Linked DNA regions of Bicyclus anynana: region 1 is linked to region 2. A link is a contact called in public Hi-C data. All regions are on one chromosome and are shown on one strand. The core of a region is the stretch at or near the end of the contact, and the rest is flanking DNA. Distances in the headings are between cores, read along the strand shown. Region 1 has its middle 18 kb from the start of LOC112056174. Region 2 has its middle 38 kb from the start of LOC112049022.

Region 1 (5,719 bases), core at 3,137-5,636, 83 kb before region 2:
GCTAAACGCTAAACCGGCGCCAATAGATTGATAACAATACCAGCAACATGATAACGATGATAATAATCGTTATCACTTACGTATTTATCATTTTATTCTATTTAAATACTTTGTAGCTAATACCACTAATACGTCATGTTCTGCTCGTAGCTGGGCTCGGTAGTCCAGTGGTTAGCCTATGTGGCTTTCGAATCAATGGCCTGGGTTCGAGTCTTGGATCTGAAGTACTGAGGTTTTCTTTTTACTATGGAATTTTCAGTGGAATAATCATTAACAGCCGATGGACATAGGCCTCTTGCATGGACTTCCGAACAGAACGGTCTCGACTGTCGACCCGTGAGCATCCAGCGGCTCCCTGCAACCTTGATGTCCACGATCCGATCACACGATCTACTGCGAGATCGCCATACCAGCACCTTGGGATCCCAACGTCCACCGGCTCTTCGAACTATGTGCCCACCCATTGCCACTTCAGCTTCGCGACACGTTGAGCTATGTCGGACTTTGGTTCTTCTACTGATGTCCTCATTTCTGATTCGATCACGCAGAGATATTCCTAGCATTGCTCGTTCCATCGCCCGCTGGGTGCCTTCTTATGAGGCCCATAGTCAGCGACCAAGTCTTGGAACCATAGGTCATCACTGGCAACACGCACTGTTCGAAGACTTTTGTCTTCAAGCACTGAGAAATTGCGGACGGAAAGATGTTGCGAAGTTTCCCGAATGCAGCCCAGCCGAGTTGGATTCGACGGTTCACCTCTTTCTCGAAATTGGCTGTGTGTAATATCATAGGGAAATAAATACATTATCTACAGTATACGATATGGCTATTAATTGTTATGAATCGAAAATTATAACAATGTATCCAAACACCTGACCCCTAGCCAAGTGGCATTTCGATCTTTCTACGATCGCTAACGCTTCCAAAACTAGAAAGATGTATGGGAATGCTTGCTATCGACAGTACACGTGATCAAGATCTTTCATTCCTAGTTTAACTTTGTCATTCCCTTTTTCTAGTTTTTGAAGCGTTAGCGATCGTAGAAAGAGATTCGACATGCCAGTTGGCTAGGGAGCTGACTTCATGCATTTATCATGAACAGTATTGACTCATCGATGATATCATTTGTTATCAATTATTATGATTATTCTATCTAATTATGATAAATCTATATCTGTATCACTATCATTACATATTATTAAACAAAATGCCCCTGCCACATCTGTCTGTCTGTACTCTAGCCTCTAGGTATATACTAAAAACAACAGGGAGAATTTTCATAAGATTTTCACATCCGGACCCAGTGAAAATTCGCTTTTACAATTACGCAAACAACCAATTGCAAGAAAGAAAGAAAAATGCGTTTATTTCGAAATTATACCACACGTCACCATTTTTCCAGTACACCAGGTCATCCAGGACAATACTCTGCGATGTGTGGCATAACCCAGAAAATGGCCCCAGCTCAGCACAATGCTACGTGACTATTTGAATTTGGACACGTAGAGCTGATTTTCAGTTGGAACCACAGAAAGCGATATATAGAGTCGAAGCTATCTGCCAGCGAAAGTCTCCTTAAAATTGGTCTAGCCGTTTAGCCGGAATTAACGGACAGATAAATAAATTAAACATATACTTTTGATAACAAGTAGGTACAGTAATATACTTTACTTTACTTTACATATGAATTTAGTAAATAACTGTTAATTCAAGCTTATAAACAGACATTTTATTTTTATTTGTTCGTGATGATACCTATACATTAAGGGAAGATAACAGTGGAATTCATAGTCGATGTAGGGGCACCCCCAGAGGATCATTCAGCCGCTGAGTGTTGAATTTAACCTCTATTCGTTTGAAAATTTGACACTCAGCGGGTGAATGATCCCCTGGGGGTGTCCCTACAACGTCTACGAGGTCCACTTTAGGTTACAGAGCAGTGGCGTAGCGTGCCTTGGAGGGGCCCTGTATCTAAATTAGTTTGGGGGCCCAAATGAAGGGTTAAGATTTCTCACAAAAAAAAAACAACAATGCTCTCTTAAAATAAACATAATAGTGATTAGACCTATGTAGGAAGTTTCCAACTATTGGGCACACGCTTTACCAGGGAAAAAAATTTAGGACTATCGACATTATACTAACTTTTGCTTTCACACGTAAGGGGCCCCTATAGTCCAAGGGCCCCGTATCATTGCTTATACTTTTTTTTATTCTTTACAAATTAGCCCTTGACTACAATCTGACCTGATGGTAAGTGAGAATTGCATCATGCAATCTAAGATGCATGGAGGAGGATGAAAATTTACACCCCTTTCAGTTTCTACACGACATCGTACTAGAACGTTAAATCGCTTGGCAGTACATCTTTGTCGGTAGGGTGGTAGCCGCCAAAGCCTCCCACCAGCCTGGACCAATTAAGAAAACCTTCATCGGCCAAGCCGGGGATCGAGCCCAGGACCTCCGTTTTGTAAATCCACCGCACATACCACTGCGCCACGGAGGCCGTCAAAACGCCTGACTTTTTGAAGCCGGACAAAATATACAAATTCACGGGTAGCCTGGCTGTTAGATAAAGGGCGGAATGACCGCCCACGTGACTATAACACGGGTTCATTTCCAAAACACCATATAACAAGCACGTGTGAGCGAACTGAAACGTGACCGGGGTTTCAACAATGCGTTTATACAGTATTCGAGTAGGTAACTAACATTACGTAGATACATTGTGTAGAGGCGTGCACAAGGTGTTTCACTAGGGTAGGTTTATACATACTTACTAATTGAACAAAATTCAAACTCCTCCAATTTGTTTATTGGCTGAAGCTAGTCCTCCGGTAACCGGTAGTATCACTTTAATTTTCGTCCGTCTATTTAGTTGTCGGACTAATAATCATCATCGTTATTATAAACCCAAATTCAGCTCACTGCTGAGCTCGAGTCTCCTCTCAGAATGTGAGGGGTTAGGTCCACCCCGCTGGCACTTCACACAGCAGATAATAAAATGCACATAATGAAAAGTTGGATTGGATCGGATTCGAACTAACACCCTTCGAAATCAGAGGTAGAGGTCATGAAGGAATGTTGGATTAATAAGAATATTTAATTTATTCAGTAACCGTGTAATTAAACTAAATTTATTCCTACGGTTTCTGTATGAATAGTCACTTCGTTTTATATTAATCTGTGCTGTATAGGTTAGTAGGTTCGTATTAAGTCCTCAGCTCACGGCAAGGGTGTGGAGAGCAGAAGGGGGGGGGCATATATGGATATCACATATGGATGGTGAAATAGTACATTATGATATAAGTGCGGTAAGTTGAAAATTACAGCTAAGGCGATATTGCAGCTCGAGCCAAAGGCGAGAGCTATAGTAAGGAAGCAGAGGCTGTAATTATCAAAGCGCACGTATGTCATACGACGTTTTATAACACATACACTTTGAACACACTTTCTGATATTAATTTGCATCTTTGCCTGTTTTCCTTACGATGACATTTGATACGCTTGTCCAAAAACAGCCAGTATTATTCATAAAGTAAATTTATATTTTTGTGTTTCTGATACAGATAAATGGTTGACATTTATTCTCCAAATTATTAAAATTAAGAATTAAATGTTTTTTTTTATTATATTTTATCTCACAAAGTTAATTTTACTCATAAAATGTTGAGCACTTTTTTGACATAAAAACTCTTTACCAAGATTTAAAAAGTACCGTTCGTTTTTAGGCGGATGATTAAGGTTTATGTATTATATTACGGCACATGTGCATTTCAGTTTACATTACGGCATATGTGCATAGCAGATACATTACGATATTGAAATTGTTGAAATTAGCGATACTTTACGAGCAAATGTGTTAAAAAAAATATTACGCCCTTGCCTCAGGGGATTTTGGTTTGGTATTTTGCATCACTGATAATAATTTGTGAAGGCCATGCACACTACGTAAACATTGATTACCTATCGATAATAATTACCATAACCGCGTATTTTCACGCATGGTTTCACGTGCGTAGTGTAATTACACCAACCATACACAATCAAGCTCACTGTAGCGTAATAATCTTTTAAACATAATATTGGAACCGACTTCAAGGACGTATTTCAGTTATTTTGATTTTAACTCAAAATTAGCAAGCTAATTTTCATGAAAATTAAATGGGACCAATGTGGAAGTATGCTCTTTCAAAAAAAAATATAATTTTCAAAATTGGTTAATAAATGACGAAGTTATGAGGTAACAAAGAAATAAAAGAAAACGCGACGAATTTAGAACCTCCTCTTTTTTTTGTAGTTTTTTCACACCCATAGACGTTACAGTAAGCTTGATTGTGTGTGGCCAGCGTTATATACCGTCGCACGATCGCGTCACACAACCAGTTTACTCGGCCCATGGGTGGTTGAGCATTTAGGTCACGCAAGTGACATATCGCTTGACGAAAAGTGTACTGTGACGTGTGTTATCGACGTATATAAGTGTTTTTATCACGGATACCTACAAGGTATCACCTGAATGACGTAACAATGATGTTGATTGATAAAGTTGAAAACTATTACATATCAACTAGATATGTAATAGTTTTACCCTACCGGCAAAGACGTACCGCCAAGCGATTTAGCGTTCCGGTACGATGCCATGTAGAAACCAAAAGCGGTGTGGATTTTCGTCCTCCTCCTAACAAGTTAGCCCGCTTCCATCTTAGACTGCATCATCACTTACCATCAGGTGAGATCGTAGTCAAGGGCTAACTTGTAAAGAATAAAAACAAAAAAAACGTAACGCCTAAGCTTCAATTCCCCTATTAAAGTAGGGAGGTTTAACATTTTTTTTTGATCCCATCCGCGTTGCTAACTAATACTCCGCAACTTTTAAGTCACTGGCACCACTTTCAGGCTTCCTCCTTAAATCGTAAGTCTCAGACCAATTATAGAAGGACTTGTATCGCACTCATAGTCACGAACAAAATTGTCTGTCATTTTCTGAGGAAAACGAGCTTAGATTTGGTTAAATCTTATACTAAACTAGAAGTTTTTGTCCGTTTTTTACACAATTCAATTACACAAAAAGGTATTTTTACGAAGCTCTTTAACCGACGAACACGATTACAACTATTTAACATCGATCCTATAGAGACAGTTTCTATAATCGCATTAGATCGTTGATCATATACTTTGACAGAAAAGTAACGTCTAGCGAGGCAGGTCCTATACAATAATTGGTCTGAGTCGTATGTGGATTGGGACAGATAATACGTCCGGACGCCTACCGAGCAGGATTATCACGCACGGAAGCGGGTAACGAGACGTCCGGTCTAACCTAGGTATGGCCCTTTAGTAGGCCGTTCGAATAAGTTGATAATGATGAAACTCTTTGTGACAGACCTCACCTTGGCGTGCTTATTTAGAACACTATTAATATATAACACAAACGGGAACGGGTACTATACGCGTGTGAAACCTGGGGGCGTTACTAGTCACACTAATATTGTAAAGGCGAAATACGTTGCGTACATCAGTTTGTTTGTTACGCTTTCACGAAGCAACCACTAACCCGATTTTAAAAATTCAAAATAAAGCTACATTATCGGCGTGTAACAAAAGTTATATTCTAACCCCGTGTTCCCACGGAGACTGGAGTAACGTGGATGAAACCGCAGGGCGTCCGCTAGTTAATCATAGGTGAATGAAAGTACCTACTCTGTATTCAGTTATGAAT
Region 2 (5,608 bases), core at 2,170-4,669:
GAGTGTCTTAAGCTGCATTTTATCTCCTTTTCCCACAGGAACTACGCGGGTGAAACTGCGGGGCGTTGGCTAGTAATAAGTACTGCCAGAAGTTCAAACAGTCATGCGGTTGCATCATAATGCCACGATGATATCACCGGCTCCCATCCGACTGCTAAACACGCATCGGAATTAGGACAAGCGTCGATATGCGTGTGTCCTTATGAACGGTTTCAGACTAGCGTTTTATACGCGCGTGTAAGCTCGTTTCTGGAAGCGCATGTAGGCGTTAGTTGCGTAGCGGTGTCTAGGAGATGCCCTGTATCAGACTTAGTTGAAGGACCCAATGATGGCCCAAGATTTCTCACAAAAGAAACAAAAATACATGCTTAAAATAAATATGACGGATAAAGCTACCCCTGCAAACCGGGGGCCCCTTCTAAGCTCGTATAAGCGCTAGCCGCGAGAGACATAGTCGCGAGTCCCTATTGACCTCTTTAACAGGAGATCGACCTCCCAGAGATACTGACACGAAACCACCAGTTCGAGCGAACACGCCAAAATATGCTGGTTTACGCGAGCCCAGTTTTTTTAATGCATGTAATTAAGCGCGCGTAGAAGAAACGATCGTATACGCCCAAAAAATACGCTAGTCTGAAATCACTCTGTTATTTATATAGAGGCTAATATAACAACAGCATTAAGGTTATGCAAATTGTTTGATGCTCAATCCGGATTCTGATTTGTCTCAAATGCGCATTCATTAAAACTTTTAACTTGTTACTTCGTCTCTTTGGTAGAATGGTAATCATAGTTCTATATACTGAAACTGATAGACAGGATTCTGATAGGTTAACAACAAAATTAACAAATTAACTATCTCATACTCGCACCCCAGTATCAGTATCTCGATGCAGATTGAATACCTTTGACTTTACCTTATCTAGGTGTTTCTTTATCCCTTCATTTTTCAAAAATATTTCAAAATTAAAGAACAAGGAAACTGTTTCCTCTGGATTGTTCATTTATCGATGAAGGTTATCTAGGTTATATAACATAATGCTTCGACAAATAATAGCAGAACATCAATGAAAAATGTGGTAAAAATGGAAAAATCTTCCTTTGAGTGCACTGCGAAAGTGGCAAAAATTACGAAAAATCAAGTAGGTATGGCAGAATTGTTATGAGTGTTGGTTAAGATTTTAGAAGAGGGTGTTCGTAAAAGAAATTAAAGTAGCTGACATTTAAGTATAATACAAAAGCTGTATTCATTAATCAGGAATGTGAGGACCATAAGCAGGTCAATAGCAATTGCAGCATAGGTCAATAGTTTTGTCGACAACTACTGTAACAAATTACGCTAGACATATGGACGTAATATTATTTTGTAAATGGCGCCATAAGTGGAAGGTGTCAATATACAATGCTATATGTATACATATCTATTGCATATGTTGCGTTAGTAAATATTCCAGAATTTTTATATCAAGAAAATTTTAGCTTTTGCCTATTTTGATTGCCCAATTTCACTCTATTAATTTAAAAATATACAAAAAGATTTAATAAAGACATTATTCGTCAAGGACAGCCATAAAGACACAGTGTTTTTAATTGGTATCCATAGCAAATGTATTGAAATAGAATTATGTATTATTCGATCGAAATGCCAACGCGGAAATGCAGCCTTACTGCATTCCATGTGGGCATGATTTGTATTGTTATTAGGATAAGTTAGTAAACCTAAAAGCTCAAAGCCCAAATTAAAAGTCCGAATTTTGTAGTTTCTGTTTAAGTTTAATTTCCCAAGCTTAAGCGTCAAATTTTAAAAAATTAATTCTCTAATAAATGAACTAAAAGAAGTTTTTATCGCGTGTCTCTTATTATCATGTTTCAAGGATTTACTTTTTAACATCCGTGCATGCGTATTGGTACTGGTAGTGATTATGACAACAGAAACAAACAAATAAGTTCCTCTTGTCTCTGGTTAATTTGTTAATTATGTTGTTAATCTCTCAGGATCTTGTCTATCACAACTAGTTTCAGTATCTATAGAACTTTAACCATTCTACCAAAGTAGATCTGCAGGCTAATTCACTATCTTTGACATAAGCTAGTTGATGGAAATTGAGATTCTACGTAAAAAATGTTATCCGGTGCTTACTGGTGGAGTTTGTCAATTAATTTGATGTTTATTTTAATGGGTTGTTAATAAAGACCAAAATAGTGAATAGGCCAACAGGTGATTCAAATGGTAAATATAATATTGAGGATACACTTTTGCATTGTTGACAAGTAGGTATTTAGGCCAAGATCAAAGGTAGGTATAACTTGTAATTTACAAGACATTTATTAACCATCAACTTAACTACCGTATTGTAATTAATTATAAATAAATTATTAACTCAATGGATTTTACGGTTGAAGGTTAAACTTTAATTTATATTAATGGTGTAATTAACAACAAATTAGTTTATTACGATATCCAGAGGCAAAGCATATTTATTGACATTTAATATACCGGAAACTCCTTGGTTTTTCATTAGTATAATTAAAAATTGTTATTTTGATATTGACTTTTTATTTTCCTAGATCTTATAAAATTCAAATCCTCACTTAATGCAGTTAAATTTACTTTAGATAAATAATTTACTTACTTAATTGCAGGTTTTGGTGGAGTTGGAAAGAAAATACAGAAGTTCATTATAAAAACACAACATTTATTATCATGACCTTACATTTATCTTTACACTTATTACATGTACATAAAAACGGCGTAGAAACGGTTGGTGACAAATTACAACATTGGTTTTAACACCACAGTTTACAATTTAGACATTTATCTGTCGTAACCAAACAGAGACACTAACACCAGCTTCCAAAACTGTTCCGTCACATTACATTCACTTTTTTGCAGTAAACGTGCAGATCTGGCGCGAGATTCACCGAAGAACCCGCGGACCGTGAAAACAGGACCATCTGTTTCTCTGCATAAACTCCTTTTCCCAATTTCTCCAGCCTGAAGTTCAAGGCTCCTCGTCTTCCGACAACGACGGCAGGGCAAGTTGTCGGCGCATCCTCTCCCTTCGCTGCGGAGACACTGACTTCTGCCTCCTCAGCAGACCCTCGGTGTGCAAGATGTACGACCTCTCAGTTTCTGGCTCGAAAGCTTCGACTTCGGAATCATCTTCAACGAGAGCTGGCAATGCTTGTTTCTTCTGTCGCTTCTCCGCAACGCAATCGAGTTGCCGTCCGCGACACTTCTGAATCTGAAGCGACGGGTAAACGTCCGCGCACAACGCAGCGTGTGATAGTTTCACGACCATGATTGATAAGGTTTTTCTGAGTTAAAGGTAAACGTTTGCTCTCTACGATCGCCGAAAGCAAAGTGCGGGGCGGCGGCGAGCGCCGCGAATTTATAGCTTCACGCAGACTTGCGCGTGTGTGCGGGCTGGCGTCACGGACTGTGTCCACAGCGTCGCGGCCCGCGATTGTTCACGGTAAACAACAATGTTATCGGGGAACCGTTTTGATGTCACAATTAAGATCGTATACGTTATATACGCAGGTATAATGTACCTGAATGGAGACAATGGCTGTGGCATTAGGTAAAGCAAACATACGCTGAATATTGTGACGCCGCGCGCCGGTTCTGATATCCTTCGCGATTACAATTTCACAACATTGTACGGCACATTTATTGATGTTTTGCAGCACCCCTCTCCTCTGGGATGCATTTTCATCTCCTCCGTCGCAACTCATTTCCTGTACCTACTGAATGAATATAAAATTGATTACTCCTAACTTGACTGTTGTAGAATAAATATTGCATAACAATATTACCAAAATTAAAAATCTAGTTTTTATCACTTTACTCGGTTTAATAACCTCACTTTAATGTTAGTTTCTTCATTTTTAGTAGTTTAAATATTATTTTAATTTCTGTTTGTTATAATAATTTTTATTTTTTAGTTTTTTTTCCTTTTCTGTTATTTTTTCCTTGGTTTTGTTTTTTCTTTAATTTGTTAAATTAATAGTAGTTTAAATAAGCATGCTGTGAATACCTACGAGTACTAGTAGATTTACAATTATGTATACTTCTATTAGTTTAGTTCTTGATAATACATGTATTGTATTTAATTGTAATCTGTTAATGTCCAAATAAAATAATAAAATAAAAAAATACTAATTACTTATCACGCCTTGAAATTTGCTACAATGGAAAACTTATTAAAATTGTCATAAGCGATAATCGGATTAGTTACCCGTCTGCATTATTTACCAAGGTAAGATGGAAAAACAAATAATACAATCAAATTCGGATTACCAAAATTGATGATTATCTGTCCAGATACTTTATCAAGATTGCAACATTATATAGATGTAGGTAACTATGATGAGAGCCGCGATAGCCCAGATATTCCGGAGAGTGTGGGTTCAAATCCGGTCCGGGGCGTGCACCTCCAACTTGTCAGTTGTGTGCATTTTAAGATATTAAATATCACGTGTCTCTAACGGTGAAGGAAAACATCGTGAGGAAATCTGCATACCAGAGAATTTTCTTAATTCTCTGCGTGTGTACAGACTGCCAATCCGCATTGAACCAGCATGATGGATAATTAATACATAGAGACTGGGTTTTGTTATTTTTTCTATAACATGTGCAGATAATCATTTGCAAGAACTGCACTTACTTGATGAACTCTTTCCGATTTAAAAGACTTTCAATTGGACACTACTCTAGTTACATTGCAGGCTCTACGAATTACTGGAATTAATTTATGGAATTGGAAATGGCATTACACTCCATTAAACATATAAGAAAACTGTCTTATTTATCTTTAGAGAAATTAATTTTGTAATGAACTATTATTTGGTCAAGTGTGAATTATCATTATGTAAAGCTTATTCTTCTCTAGCTAGCTCGTTCTTGCACACGCAAATCATGATCATTGGTTACCATCGTGTCATTTGCTGTCAGTCCTGGGTTAGGGTTTTTCATTTCATAAAGCTCCTGTTCTTCATTTATTACACTAAAATATTAGGTCAAAGATTGACTAGAGCAGTATGAGATTACATTAGACTCCATTGGACAGTTAGAGAAACAGTCCTACTCCTATGTATCTTTAGAACAATTAGCGTTTAACTTGATTTTGAATTGAACTGTTATTTGGTCAAGCGTGAATTGTCATTCTTCACTAGCTGGCCAGTTGTTGCACCCGCAAATCATGACGATCATCATCATTGATTACCATCATGTCATTTGCTGTCAGTCCCGGGTTAGGGTTTTTCATTTTCATTTCATTTTTATGATCATCTTTCGTTTGTTTGTAATCATATTCAATATAAAACGCTCCTTTCCTCCGTTCATTACACTGAAGAGTTATCACGGTACATAATTATTAAATTATCAATCTATTTTGGGGCCAGTAAGTTAATCTTTATCTCCTTATCATTATTGACATCCAATTCAATATTAAACGTTTTGAAACCATGTTTCTATTTCACACAGTAAAGTTGTAGAATGCCTTTCCGGTATCTGTGTTTTCTGCCGCCTACAATTTGAAAACCTTCAACACAAGAGTGAATATTATGCACCTTTTAGGGAATTGCGCTTCAACTTCAACCTGGA

The links. A called contact is a pair of places that touch in the nucleus more often than the background predicts.
Region 1: a contact with region 2 is called in a Hi-C map of whole body, with 2.2 times the contacts expected there. The contact joins two enhancer-like sites. A contact is called at or near these places in 2 of 2 Hi-C or Micro-C datasets (whole body and whole larva).

The regions. Positions count from the first base shown.
Region 1 is chr23:7,757,833-7,763,551 of ilBicAnyn1.1, reverse strand. No RefSeq gene overlaps it. Among protein-coding and RNA genes, the nearest start is that of LOC112056174, 18 kb to the left of the region's middle. Within about 2 kb of position 4,386, at least 6 of the 8 cell types and tissues checked have open chromatin away from gene starts, as enhancers often do.
Region 2 is chr23:7,673,817-7,679,424 of ilBicAnyn1.1, reverse strand. No RefSeq gene overlaps it. Among protein-coding and RNA genes, the nearest start is that of LOC112049022, 38 kb to the right of the region's middle. Within about 2 kb of position 3,419, at least 8 of the 8 cell types and tissues checked have open chromatin away from gene starts, as enhancers often do.